4 separate regions of the Mus musculus genome follow, and all the other regions are linked to region 1. Evidence: chromatin contacts called from public HiChIP or PLAC-seq data. All regions are on one chromosome and are shown on one strand. Each heading gives the region's core, a stretch centred on a gene start, on an enhancer-like site or on the middle of the called end of the contact. The rest is flanking DNA. Distances are from core to core; before and after follow the strand shown. Region 1 holds the start of Pllp (plasma membrane proteolipid). Region 2 overlaps Nup93 (nucleoporin 93). Region 3 overlaps Adgrg3 (adhesion G protein-coupled receptor G3). Region 4 holds the start of 9330175E14Rik (RIKEN cDNA 9330175E14 gene).

What was found. HiChIP or PLAC-seq counts read pairs in DNA pulled down with a chosen protein or histone mark.
Region 2: an H3K27ac HiChIP or PLAC-seq map of large pre-B cells shows a contact between it and region 1, with 4 times the contacts expected there. The contact joins the enhancer-like site here to the promoter of Pllp in region 1. A contact is called at or near these places in 3 of 484 Hi-C or Micro-C datasets (CD8 T cells, bone marrow-derived macrophages and conventional type 1 dendritic cells) and 3 of 115 datasets of contacts at active chromatin or transcription factors (the 230-238 cell line, large pre-B cells and pro-B cells).
Region 3: an H3K27ac HiChIP or PLAC-seq map of large pre-B cells shows a contact between it and region 1, with 2.1 times the contacts expected there. The contact joins the enhancer-like site here to the promoter of Pllp in region 1. A contact is called at or near these places in 1 of 39 promoter capture datasets (the C10 cell line) and 3 of 115 datasets of contacts at active chromatin or transcription factors (effector CD8 T cells, large pre-B cells and memory CD8 T cells).
Region 4: an H3K27ac HiChIP or PLAC-seq map of embryonic stem cells shows a contact between it and region 1, with 2.4 times the contacts expected there. The contact joins the promoter of 9330175E14Rik here to the promoter of Pllp in region 1. A contact is called at or near these places in 1 of 39 promoter capture datasets (the SN4741 cell line), 2 of 484 Hi-C or Micro-C datasets (muscle stem cells and natural killer cells), 7 of 115 datasets of contacts at active chromatin or transcription factors (the SCID.adh cell line, effector CD8 T cells, embryonic stem cells and 2 more) and 2 of 9 other capture datasets (adipose tissue and liver).

What each region holds. Positions count from the first base shown.
Region 1 is chr8:94,694,748-94,697,682 of GRCm38.p6, reverse strand. Pllp (plasma membrane proteolipid) reads left to right here and starts at 1,441. Exons shown (of 4, transcript NM_026385.4): 1 at 1,441-1,647. The coding sequence starts at 1,513.
Region 2 is chr8:94,299,642-94,302,576 of GRCm38.p6, reverse strand. It overlaps Nup93 (nucleoporin 93), which reads right to left. Exons shown (of 22, transcript NM_001357266.1): 9 at 1,685-1,817; 10 at 352-509. Among named protein-coding and RNA genes, the nearest start is that of Mir138-2, 23 kb to the left of the region's middle. Within about 2 kb of position 1,571, at least 12 of the 459 cell types and tissues checked have an H3K27ac peak or open chromatin away from gene starts, as enhancers often do. A contact at or near this core is called in the 230-238 cell line and pro-B cells, where this site is marked.
Region 3 is chr8:95,035,904-95,038,838 of GRCm38.p6, reverse strand. Adgrg3 (adhesion G protein-coupled receptor G3) reads right to left here. Exons shown (of 12, transcript NM_173036.3): 5 at 2,895-2,935; 6 at 2,359-2,398; 7 at 2,148-2,239; 8 at 1,901-2,013. Among named protein-coding and RNA genes, the nearest start is that of Gm51544, 17 kb to the right of the region's middle. Within about 2 kb of position 1,563, at least 139 of the 459 cell types and tissues checked have an H3K27ac peak or open chromatin away from gene starts, as enhancers often do.
Region 4 is chr8:94,433,729-94,436,663 of GRCm38.p6, reverse strand. It overlaps 9330175E14Rik (RIKEN cDNA 9330175E14 gene), which reads left to right and starts at 1,561. Exons shown (of 3, transcript NR_015514.2): 1 at 1,561-1,828; 2 at 2,188-2,437; 3 at 2,518-2,935. It also overlaps a transcript of Nlrc5 not described here.

The sequences.
Region 1 (2,935 bases), core at 192-2,691:
TCTTTCAAAAGAAAAAAAGAAGAAGGAATCTTTGCAGAATGTTAGTGATGGGGTGATTGAATAAATACTTAAAATTCCTGATTTGAGGATATTGAACTGTATTATCTGATGGGCAATATAGTCATGACCATATCCTTACAAAAGAGATGAGAGAGAGAGAGAGAGAGAGAGAGAGAGAGAGAGAGAGAGAGAGAGAGAGAGAGAGATATCTTGTGCATAGTAAGAGGAGAGTTGATGATACGAGGAGAGGCAGAGCTAGGTAGGGTACCAGAATCCCCTGCCGGCAGGTCATCTGTAATCCCAGCCTGCAAAGACCTGAGGTACGAGGAATGTCAAAAGCATGAAGTCAGTCTGGATTACAGAGCAATCTCCTGTCTCAAGACAAAAAGTGGGCAAAAGTACCCCAGAGGTTGCCTGAGCTCAGGACACCATGACTGTGTCTCCGTGATGATGCCTTTGCATATCTAGCCTCCATCACTGAGAAGAAACTTTTGTTAGGACCTTGAGCTTGTGATAAGTTGTCACAAGGAGCCATAGGATAGTACAGTCACCTACACAGCTTCTGTGACCTGGTCCTTACCCACTGGGGGTCAGTGTCACCCTCATGTGCTCAGCTCCAGTCCCTTTGGGGACCTGCTTTCTATTTCCCCAACTGCCTAGGTTGGTCCTGCCACTGCGCCTTTGCTCCTCACTTAAATCCTCCCAAGGTTTCCTCCTACTCACAGATTCAGGCCTCTGCACAAATGTCACCACTTCTGACAGGTCTTCCTTGACTAATGTGCTCCTTCCTTTTCTGTCAACTTAATACAAGCTATAGCAATCCAAGAGGAGGGAACCTGGATTGAGAAAATGCCTCTATAAGATCGGGCTCTAGGCAAGCCCTGTAGAGAATTTTCTCAGTGATTGATGGAGGAGGGCCCAGTCCATTGTGAGCGGTGCCATCCCTGGGTCCTGGGTTCTATAAGAAAGCAGGCTGAGCAAGCCAGGGGAAGCAAGCCAGTAAGCAGCACCCCTCCATGGCCTCTGCATCGGCTCCTGCCTCCAGGTCTCTGCCCTGCTTGAGTTCCTGTCCTGATTTCCTTCAGTGATGAGCAATGATATGGAAGCATAAGACAAATAAACCCTTTCTTCCCCAATTTGCTTTTGGTCATGGTTTTCTACCACCGTAATAGAGACCCTAAAACAACCATCTAAAAATCTCCTGGTCACTCTGCCTCGCCCTGTTAGATTCAGTCACAGCAGCAGTTGCCACTACCTGGATTTATTTTTTCCTGCCTGGCTGTCTGTAGATCGGTCTACGGACTTCTTCAAAATCTCTATCCAAACAGGCGAACCCAGGGTTAAGGGGCGGGGCCTCAAGAAGGGGCGGGGCCTCGGGCGGAGCGGGGCTGGGCTTCGCGCACCTGTGAGTTCTGTCTAGGGTACCCAAGCAGCGCCAGCAGCCGGAGCCGCAGTCGCAGCCCCGGAGCAGCGCCGGGAGCGCGGCCAGAGCGTCGTAGGCTCGCGATCGCTATGGCGGAGTTCCCGTCGAAAGTGAGCACGAGGACCAGCAGCCCCGCGCAGGGCGTGGGAGCCTCTGTGTCTGCGCTGCGACCGGATCTGGGCTTCGTGCGCTCCGCTCTTGGGGTGCTCGCGCTTCTGCAGCTGGTGAGCCGGGTAGCTCGGGGACTGGATGGGGGACTCTCCGGGGACCCCCGGGACGCTCACTCCCAAGATCGCCGGGAAGCTTGCACCTGGGGACGCTCGTGTGACATCCCTGCGAGCACAGCATGACTCTTGTGGAGGGGACCATACACACCCTACCCGGGTGGTTACCGTGGCGATACCGTAGCTGAGATAGCTGCGCACAACTGTCCGCCAGTCTGTCCCTTCTCTTCTACCCTTCCCCCTTCCCTCTGGGACCGTGCCCTGGCTTTCTCCGCCGGGCAAAGTCCACTGCCCTCCTCTTCACCCGGCTTTAACCACTAAATGCGACCGCTCTGTAGCCCTCCTGGACAGGGCAGAACACCACATCAGTGGCTCTGACACGCGCGCTCCCACCAGGGCACCTACCCAGGGTCTGCTGGTCGAATCTCCTTCCTTGGGCTGTGGAGATTCGCAGAGGCAAGAAACCACGTGTCTGCCATCCCCCGTACTCTGTGCAGGTCCCAGCTGAAGATCCTAGAGTTGCCCGTTCCCATTGGGTGCATTCTGAGATGTCAGCTGTCTTTTCATAGTCCCCTCCTGCGAGGGTCTGGAGGCCTGTGGCTGCCCCTAGGGAACGGTCTCCATTAACTGAGAGGTCCGCTGGTAGAGGAATAGGGTAGCACCGCAGGTGGGCATGCATCTGTTTCTGTCATCATCCCTCCAGTGGGCACCTCGAGCCAGGCTGCCAGGCCGGGCTGGGGAGTCGGGAGGCTTTCCTGGGCCATCTCCACCTAGGGCATACATACTATCTTGGTTTCGAGATTTCTGATCTTCCTTGGTGAGCCTTCGCCCTTCCCCCTTCCCCCTTCCCCCTTCCCCCTCCGTCTCCTCCCTGGGTTTGTTTAAAATTCAGATTCTTGGGCCCCAACCCCGGAAAAAATGTGAAACTGCTCTTTGAATCTCCAAAAGCGCAGCAAGAAATTTGCATTTTAATGTCTTCTCCTGGAGTGGTTTTGGGTACTGTTTGGTTTTGATGAGATCAGGGAGGGTAGCATGAGGCTCTCTTCTGGGACCAATTTAACTCTGCCGCGCAGACACTGCCGACCCTGGAGTGTTGGGCTCTTGGTGATTGCCTTGTTTGTTTTATTTATTTTGTTTGATTCAATTTGTTTCTGTTTTTTTGAGACAAGAGTCGCATATAGCCCAGATTGGTCTTGAATTCCCTCTTAGCCACAGCTGGCTTCCAATTCCTTGTGTAGCGGAGGCTAGCCTTGGACTAGACCTTCCCCAAGTGTTGTAATTACTTTCT
Region 2 (2,935 bases), core at 322-2,821, 400 kb after region 1:
TGAAATTCTAGCTCTAACTTGAGTCATAAGGCATACAGCAAATAGCATACACATCCACATGACTGAACAAAGAATATTTGTATTTAACAAAGTAACTAACACAAAAAGACTCATTTTATTTCAGTTATTATTTAGTTAGTTTTCTGGAGACAAAACATCTTGAACTCACAACCTGATGTCTCAGATTCCTGTCTGCTGGGATTACAGGCACACACCAACACTCTTGGACAAAAAGTTATGTTTTATGAAGCAATCAGTCTTAACCTAGAGTCTGTTCCATGCAGTCCTCCACTGACAGGAAACTCACTAAATGCAGTCTATATCTGCAGCAAAGCACAGTGCTCATGGTACCTTCTATCCTTGCTGTTCATGTACTCCTGGAACCAAGTTTTAAATTCCCCAAGCTGGTGCTGGGCTCGACTGACGACTTGTGATGCGGCAAGCAGGTCTCCACAGCGCATGCAGTAATAAATTAATGCCCAGACAGGATGGCCTTCTACCTCTCCATCCTACAAGACAAAGGCACAGTCAAACAAAAGCTAACAAACACTTTGTGATGTGAGACACCCAGCTAAGGTACGCAGTTCCCACCATAACCCCATGGGCTAAGAGCCACTGATTGTATCCTATTCCCTGTGTTTCGAAAACACATTGAGTTGTCCAGGGAAAACTGGGAGTGGCAGTGTGCGATGGATCTGGAGGTACTGTGATGCCAACAGAGCCCACCTATGCTTTTTCTCCTAGCCAGCAACAATGGGATCACCTTCTTTGATTTTGACAAAATAAAGGCTAAAGATGTCACTGACTAATGAGAGCAATTCATCCACTTGAGCTTATAAAACTGAACATGACTTATCCCTCCAAATGTTTAACTGTCTGGATATCAAGAGCTGCGAGGTGACTGTCTCCCACTCCCAACGATGTGACCACCCACCCACTTTTCGCTTGTCCGTGGAGCAGGCCTGGCCTTGTACTGTTCGTTGTCAGTTCTTTCGGAACTCTTGGCACTCCCCGCCCTTCTGTAGCAGAAGCTTCATCTTGGCATCACGTGCCCTCTTCAACACGGTTAAGCTATGCAAGGCCACATGCTCAGCTTTGGGACTCAATGCCTTCCTTTACCAGCTAACCCAAAGCTTGCTAAGCCCTGCCACATGCCCTACCACTCCAGATACTCTGCTTTCTCTCTTGTTTGTCCACACTGTTCTCCCCGCCTGGAACAGCCTTCCAGAGGCCCACTGAGGGTGAGCCCCTGCTCTTTAAGAGTTAAGTTTGACCTTTTATGAAGCTAGCATCTTTAGGCACAAAGCTCCAGCTTAGCTTGTACATTCTATCAGACACTGTAAAATAACCCCCACCTGCAAGACAAGCAGGCAGAGGGACTAAATCACACTCAATGCCACTCTTTCAGCTGGTTTGCTTTAAACTTCTGACATATTCCTCACTTCGTGTCTTACACCCACATGTAAGTGTCTGAGAGAGCACTTAAAGCTTAACTTTGAAAACTCATCTGAGACATGGTGTTGGCACATCTCCTGCCTCTACTCAGGATTTTTGCATGACTGGTTTTGAAAGGGCCCCCAGGAAACAGCACGACCCAGCCTCTTTACCACACAGAACTCCCTTCAACTAAGAATGCCTAAGATCAACTAGTGGCTCTGGAATGTGTCTGGCCCTGCAGAGGTACCTGAAGTCCTGGTGAAGGAGCTGGCAGTTTAATGTTTAGGAAACTCCGAACCAGCTGGTAAGTCCCAGGCACACCGCCCAGCTGTGCCTGATGCAGATTTCCGAAGACAGTCACAAGGGTGTAATTCTTATAACTAGAAACATTTTTAAAAGAAAAAAAATGGTCAAGGTTGACAACATGTACTACACACATCCATCTCCATGTTCAGAACACATGACTCTGAGTTCTACAGGCAAGGGCTGACTTTAAATTTCATACAGAAAAGGAAACACCTATGCAATGAAGCAAATTCCACTCTTATCATTGTATAGATTTTTACTACAGGTACCCCAGATAATTCCTAGGAATACAGCTGAGGATTTCCAATACTTCAAGAGTGGAGCCTACTGCTCTAATGGGTTTGCTTTTGAAAAACAAAACTTATTTTAAAGAATTCGAAATCAATTCCATGAAAAGTCAGAATTGTCCAGTGAATTCCATCCTACCCTTTACCTAGATTACCAGGTTCTAACATCTGTACGCATTTCCTAGCTCTACCCTTCCTATCCCACACCCAAACATACATAGGAACAGGATTCTGTTTATTCCCAGAAGCATTTACAAATGTTGTTAAAAGGTAAGTATGTTACCTGACCTACCAACATTTCAGCCATGTACCTCCTAAGAGCCAGGATATTTTCCTACCTAACCCAAATGCCATTATGACACCCAGAAATTGAGTATTAACAAACTACTATCTAAAGCACAAGCCACTGTCAAGTTTTTAATAATGGATTTGACCTGATTCCTATGCTCATATTCACAATTCACCCGTCCCCAGTTCTGTTTGTTTGAGACAGGGTCTTACTCTGTGGTCCTAGCAGTTCTGAAACTGAAGGTGTGGGGGGAAGGGGACGGGGATACTTTGTATTTATAGTGATCCTTCTGCCTCAGCTTCCCAAGTGCTAGAACTACAGACATGAACTATAGCACCCAATAGATTGTTTTCCTTCTAAATCCCAGACTCAACTTATAAAATCCAAGGCTCTTTGCTTAACTGGCACCCACTTTCATTCCTCTTTAGTCCAGGGAGTTCTCCCACCTTCTGTCTTTCCTGATACCCACCTCTTTAGACAACCAAGAAAAGTTGTCTGACAGAATGCCTCACAAGCTACATCATTTCTATGTGACTAGGCTCAGACTTAAGATTTTGTAACCCAGTAACTAAGTCTTTGTACACAATGACAGTTTTACAATGAGAGTCTGCCACTG
Region 3 (2,935 bases), core at 314-2,813, 340 kb before region 1:
CATTGCATACACTAGCAAGATTTTGCTGAAAGGACCCAGATATAGCTCTCTCGTGTGAGACTATGCAGGGGCCTAGCAAACACAGAAGTGGATGATCACAGTCAGCTATTGGATGGGTCACATGGCCCCCAATGGAGGAGCTAGAGAAATTATCCAAGGAGCTAAAGGGAACTGCAACCCTATAGGTGGAACAACAATATGAACTAACCAGTACCCCGGAGCTATTGACTCTAGCTGCATATGTATGAAAAGATGGCCTAGTCGGCCATCACTGCAAAGAGAGGCCCATTGGACTTGCAAACTTTATATGCCCCAGTACAGGGGAATGCCAGGGCCAAAAAGGGGGAGTGGGTGGGTAGGGGATTGGGGGGGGGGTGGGTATGGGGGACCTTTGGGATAGCATTGAAAATGTAAATGAGGAAAATACCTAATTAAAAAAAAAGAATGTTCCAGGTGGGTTCCAGTAAGCCTGGGCTCTAGGGGATAAGGATAGGCAACGATGAGCAGAGGCTGAACCCACAGGCTCCTTCAACTCAGCAGGTCTGAGGGTTTCTTGGTCAAATCCTGGCTCAGGACAGCCAAGTGACAGCACTATCTGGTCCTGTTTCTTTCCTGTGCCTGCTTCTTTTTGGAGAAGCTCATGTATCCCAGAAGGGGCATCCTTCCCCACACTTAGCCACAAGTAAGTGGCTTTGTCCCTTGTCACTTAAATGCATGAGTAGTCAAATGGCCAGCCTGTGTGTTCTACCCTGTAACCATAGTGGTCCAATTGGTCCTTGGCTTGTGATCAAAGTCAGACCCTAAAACAACTGAGTATTCATAAGCTAAACATGCACACACATGGAACACCCAGCATCTCAGGGGTATGAACCCTAGAGTCCTGTGCCCACAGGGACCACACACTTGGCTAATAGTCAACCATCTGTTGCAACTAGGACTACTCTGAACACTGGGCCATGTAGTTTTATTTAGACAGGACCTTGCAAACCATATCCCCACCATACACCACACACACACATACATGTGTATATATCCCCACCATACACCACATCCATATCCCCACCATACACCACACACACATATACATGTGTATGCCCATGCGTGCACATGTGCACATACACTATACACATGTGCACACACGCATATACATGTGTACACCCATACTACACACACACACACACACACACACACACACACACACACACGATCTCCAAAGTGGTGGAGCTGAAGGGGTCTTGAGACTACTTAGCTATTCTCTGCCACTGCCAACTTCCTGGCTTTGATGATATGCTATAGTTACATACGACATGACACTTGGGGAAGTTCCAGGAAGGAACCACAGACTGTCTGTGCTATTTTTGCAATTTTCAGTTAGTCTATAATTATTTCGAAATGTTTGTTCTCAAAGCCTTCAACTCTGGGGCTTCACTTTTGCTTGAATATCTAAGGAGCTGGGACCTGAGCCCGAAGTTCTCCAGGCACCAGGGTGAAATTAACATCCTGAGAGGAGAGAGAGCAAGCTGTGTAAGGAGAGACCAATCCCAGGGCAAGCTGTGAAGGGAGGGACCAATCCCAGGGCAAGCTGTGAAAGGAGGGACCAATCCCAGGGCAAGCTGTGAAGGGAGGGACCAATCCCTGGGGCTTCAGCTGGAGTCTTTAGTTCTTTCCCTGCCTGGAGGCCACATGATGTGAGTTTCCTAGTTCCACAAATCACTCATGCCCTGCGTGTTGGCCAATCTGAGTTGAATTTCTGCCTCTTTCAACTTCAACCCTATGTCCTACATTCTCAGAGAGCACACAAAAGGCCAGAGAAGACGATGAGAGGCCACAGAACAAAGACATCTTATCCCTATCCTGTACCTCCTTGAGGGCAGGAGGAAAAGGAGATGTCTTCACTCACCTGAAGGCAACATAGAGCACCATGGTGAAGGCCAGGAAGATCATGGAGACGGCACTGCCTGCCTGGGAGATGCGAGTGAGAGTCTGTGCCGTGGCCAGGTCCAAGATCGGCCTCTGTAGATGACCCCAAGTTCTGATCACATCACTGATGGGCCAGACCCACACATCTCCCAAACCCCAGCCAGCCCAGGCAGCCTCTCCCAGGGACAGAAGCTGGACCACTGCAATCAGGATGGATGGGCTGTTACCAGCAGCAAGGCGAAGAAGGTCAAGTGGTCGCAACGGCAGACAGTTCTCCCATCCCCGGGCACCGTGGAGCAGCCGTGGGAATCCCAGTCTCCTGTGGCCCACAGCAAAGTAAGAGCAGAGGAGGAGGGAGGGAGAGCCTGCCTCTGCCCTCACCCTCTGCCCCGTGGAAGCTTGCTCCTTTCTCATTCTAGAAACGTCTTCCAAACCTACCTTTAGCCATATCCCAGAATACACAGGTGAGGATCACGTTCTGAAACCAGAGAGTGGGAGTCAGAAGAGGAGGGAGGCAGGAAAGGGGGAGAGAAGAGAAGACGGGGCACCACCAGGGGTCTTGCCCTAAGAGGAAGCTCTCTGTAGCTTACATGGGGAGATCGACTCCATCGGTTGATGCTCCCTGGACCACTGTGCATGTAGGGTATACAACATGTATGGCACAAGAGGGTCTGCCTGTCTGTGCGTGCATGCCTGTCTTCAGGATCATTGCCTGGCAGGGGTGGAAAGCATGTATGCAGAGGGGTTCCCCAGGTCCCCACACATTTATGAACATGGGGTGGGAGGGTGTAGGGGGCACGTGTGTTCACGTGTGCAGGGCAGACAGATGTCTTTGGGCATTAACTGCATGAGCCAGATGGTTTCTTCTGCATGCACTTAGAAGGGTAAAGGGCACAGGGTCCCATGTGTGGCTTCTCAGAGCTCATGCACGGTATGCTCCACAGTAACTGCCAGGCCCCAGGCAGAAGACTCACAGGTGGTTGACGCTCATGGGAGAAGGTGATCTCTACAGGTT
Region 4 (2,935 bases), core at 312-2,811, 260 kb after region 1:
TCTTCTGTAGTAAGGATAGAACCCAGAATCTTCTGAAGCTAGGCAGATCTCTTGCCCTCTCAGCCGTGCCTTCCCCCAACACTTAAGTGTTTGCATCTCTTTTGCCACAATTCTCTGCTGGTGGTAGAGGAGAGATGCTGGGATGATGTATCAGATGTGGTTAAAAAAACAAAAGTTCCATCAAGCGCTGGCAGAAATGGCTTTTTATTTTTTTATTCTCTGCAGTCTGCATCCTCTGAGGATGCTAGTAAAGGGGCCTTCCTCTTTCCGATTGGGACACTTTGGTTGCTGGGATTTTTGTCTTTCAGCTTGTAGTTGCAGTCTCTGCCTCCCCAAGATGGCCGCCTTCCTGAGGTATCTATGTGGATATGCTGATCGCCTCTATTAGTGGGCAGAAGTCTTACTGGGCCCACCCTACAACCTCATCTTAAGTGTCTGCAGTCACCCTGTGTCCAAATAAGGTCACGTTCAGAGGCAGTGGGGATGTCTTCTTTACCCAACACACAGCACAAAATATGGGAGAAGAGAATCTACAGAGTTTTGTTGAACTCTTTCTAGAGGGAAGAGAGAAAGAGAGAGAGAGAGAGAGAGAGAGAGAGAGAGAGAGAGAGAGAGAGAGAGAGAGAGAGCACATAGACATTGACCAGGTACTGCTATCCTCGGGCTGGTCCGGGAACAGGTCTAGGCAGACTTTCCCAACCAAGTGCTTACTAGGCCTAAGCATACTTAGCTTCTGAGATCAGGCCAACCTGTGCTTTCTGGGCAGACCGGACTAAGCAGACTAAGGCACTAAGGCGTTCCCTTAGCTTCGGCATTTGTCCCATCAGGACCCCAGGCTCCTCACACTTGTGGCCGAGGCATTGTTTCTATTTCGTCTCACTCGATTCAGGAGATAAATTTTGAACATAATGTCTGTACTATAGATGGGGAACCAACCTTCCAAGATCTGAAATCGTAACTCATGGTCATGATGCACAGTATTGAGAGCACCCAGAGGTCCTATTCCAAGACAGATGGGCGCTGGTCCTGGAGGCAGGGCAGGCAAGGCATAATTGCTGGTGCTGGTCTGTGGACAGTACACCATGAGGGGCCTTATGAACTTCCAGTCACTCCCGCCCACTCTGTTCTCTGGTGGGAGCTCAGGCCTGGTGCCTTATTTTTGTGGCGCCGGGGACTCAAACCAGGGTCTGCCCTGTCTCTGAGCTACATCCCAGAGGGAACCTGGCAGGTTTCCGGGTTTCCTTTCTTTGCAAGAAAGCGATTCAGGAAGAGAAAGCTGCAGGTATGGCTCAGCTACACCCACCTTTGGTCATTTTCTAGCCTTTTCCCCCAATCATGAAGGTCAATTTTCAAAATACCTTTTCTGTATGAAGCCCCTCCCGCCCTTTTCAGAAGAATCCTGACAATATATACCAATAGTACTGAAGACCCAGAATTCTCCAGGAACCTCCCAGAGCTCCCAGCTCAGCTTTTCTGAGTGGAAAAAAAATGGTTTAAACCCCACGTGGCATTGTGGTAGGCCAGGGACAAAAGGCTGCCCAGGCTTACCCTTGTGACTGGAAAGTTTCAATGATCATTAGAAATACAGGTGATGGACATTCAAGAAACATCGTTCTCTTTTAAAACACAATATTCTGTTTTGTTTTTGTTTTTGTTTTTAAAGATCCCTGTCTTTTTGTACATTCCTTAATATCTAGTATTTGTTCCAACACAATGTTGGTAGCCAGAAGCCACCGACCTGAGGTTGGCAACTCTTAGAGAACGCAGCTTTCCTCTATAGAACAGCAAGTTGCTACGGTTCAGCCAAATTCTATCTGTCTAATAAAAGGTGGGGTTTTGTTTGTTTGTTTGTTTGTTTTGTTGTTTTGGCTGAAAATTCAGAATTATATGTAGCAAACAGGGCGGCTTCTGGATTATTATTAAAGCAAAGGCATTGAAAAGAAAAAAAAAAAAACAAGAAGAAAGTATGGTTGGGGGTGGGGGATGACAAGTGTGGCAGGCACCAGGAGAGGGGGCGCACAGACATACAAAGTTTTTTCCCAAACTGAGCCACTCCCTCCAATTTCTGTGGTCCCCAAATTACAGTGTCCGACTGCATTTTGCTAAGCCACCAGTACCCCAACCCACCCGGGCCCCTCAGTCCGTTTGTCTATCCACCTAGCCCCTGACACCCCCTCCTCTCTCTAGGCACAGATCTCCCTCCGCGCCCCGGCTTGGGCAGGTAACTCACCAGTTCAGCTCCCTCTCCACCGCGCTCTGTGGAAACTGAAAGTGGCCACTGAGCGGGCGCTGTTCGCTAGTTCATAGACTCTACTGCCGCTGCCGAGAAATCACGTGGATTCAAAGTGCCAGCCCCAGGGCGCGCGAGTAGCGTGCCCGGAACCCGCCGCGGCTTGGAGATCGCAGCGGGACATGCCTCTCTGACTACTGAGACTGGGTAAGGTGGGCATCTGCCAGGAAGTGGGTGGGGCCAGAGCGCAGCAGGACCCGCACAACCCTTCTTTCTACACTTCCCAGAGACGATGTAGGATGAAGGCAGGAGGAGCCACTGAGCAAAACTTCGTGGAGTTGGGTCCAGGGTCCAGTGGCGACAGCGGCTCATCACCTGAGACCTGACCTGGACAAGCGCGGCCTCCAGGTGTGTCTCTGCTGGTCCCTGGGTGCAAGGGTTGCCTAGGCTACAGAAGAAAGCTTGGTGCAGGGATAAGGGATGGAAAGAGGTGGGCGGTAAGAAAAGGACTACAGGGCCAGCGTCAGCCCTGGAAAGTTCCTGTCTCTGTTCCAAGTTCTACAACCTGCCCTGCCTCTTGTCTTTGTCCCAGAACAGGAGGCCAGGCTCCTCCTGAGGATGGTTTCTGTGACATCCCACAGTGAAGCAACTTTCCCAGAATGCTCTGGGGGAGGAATGGGGAGACAGTGCATTAGCACTGTAGGG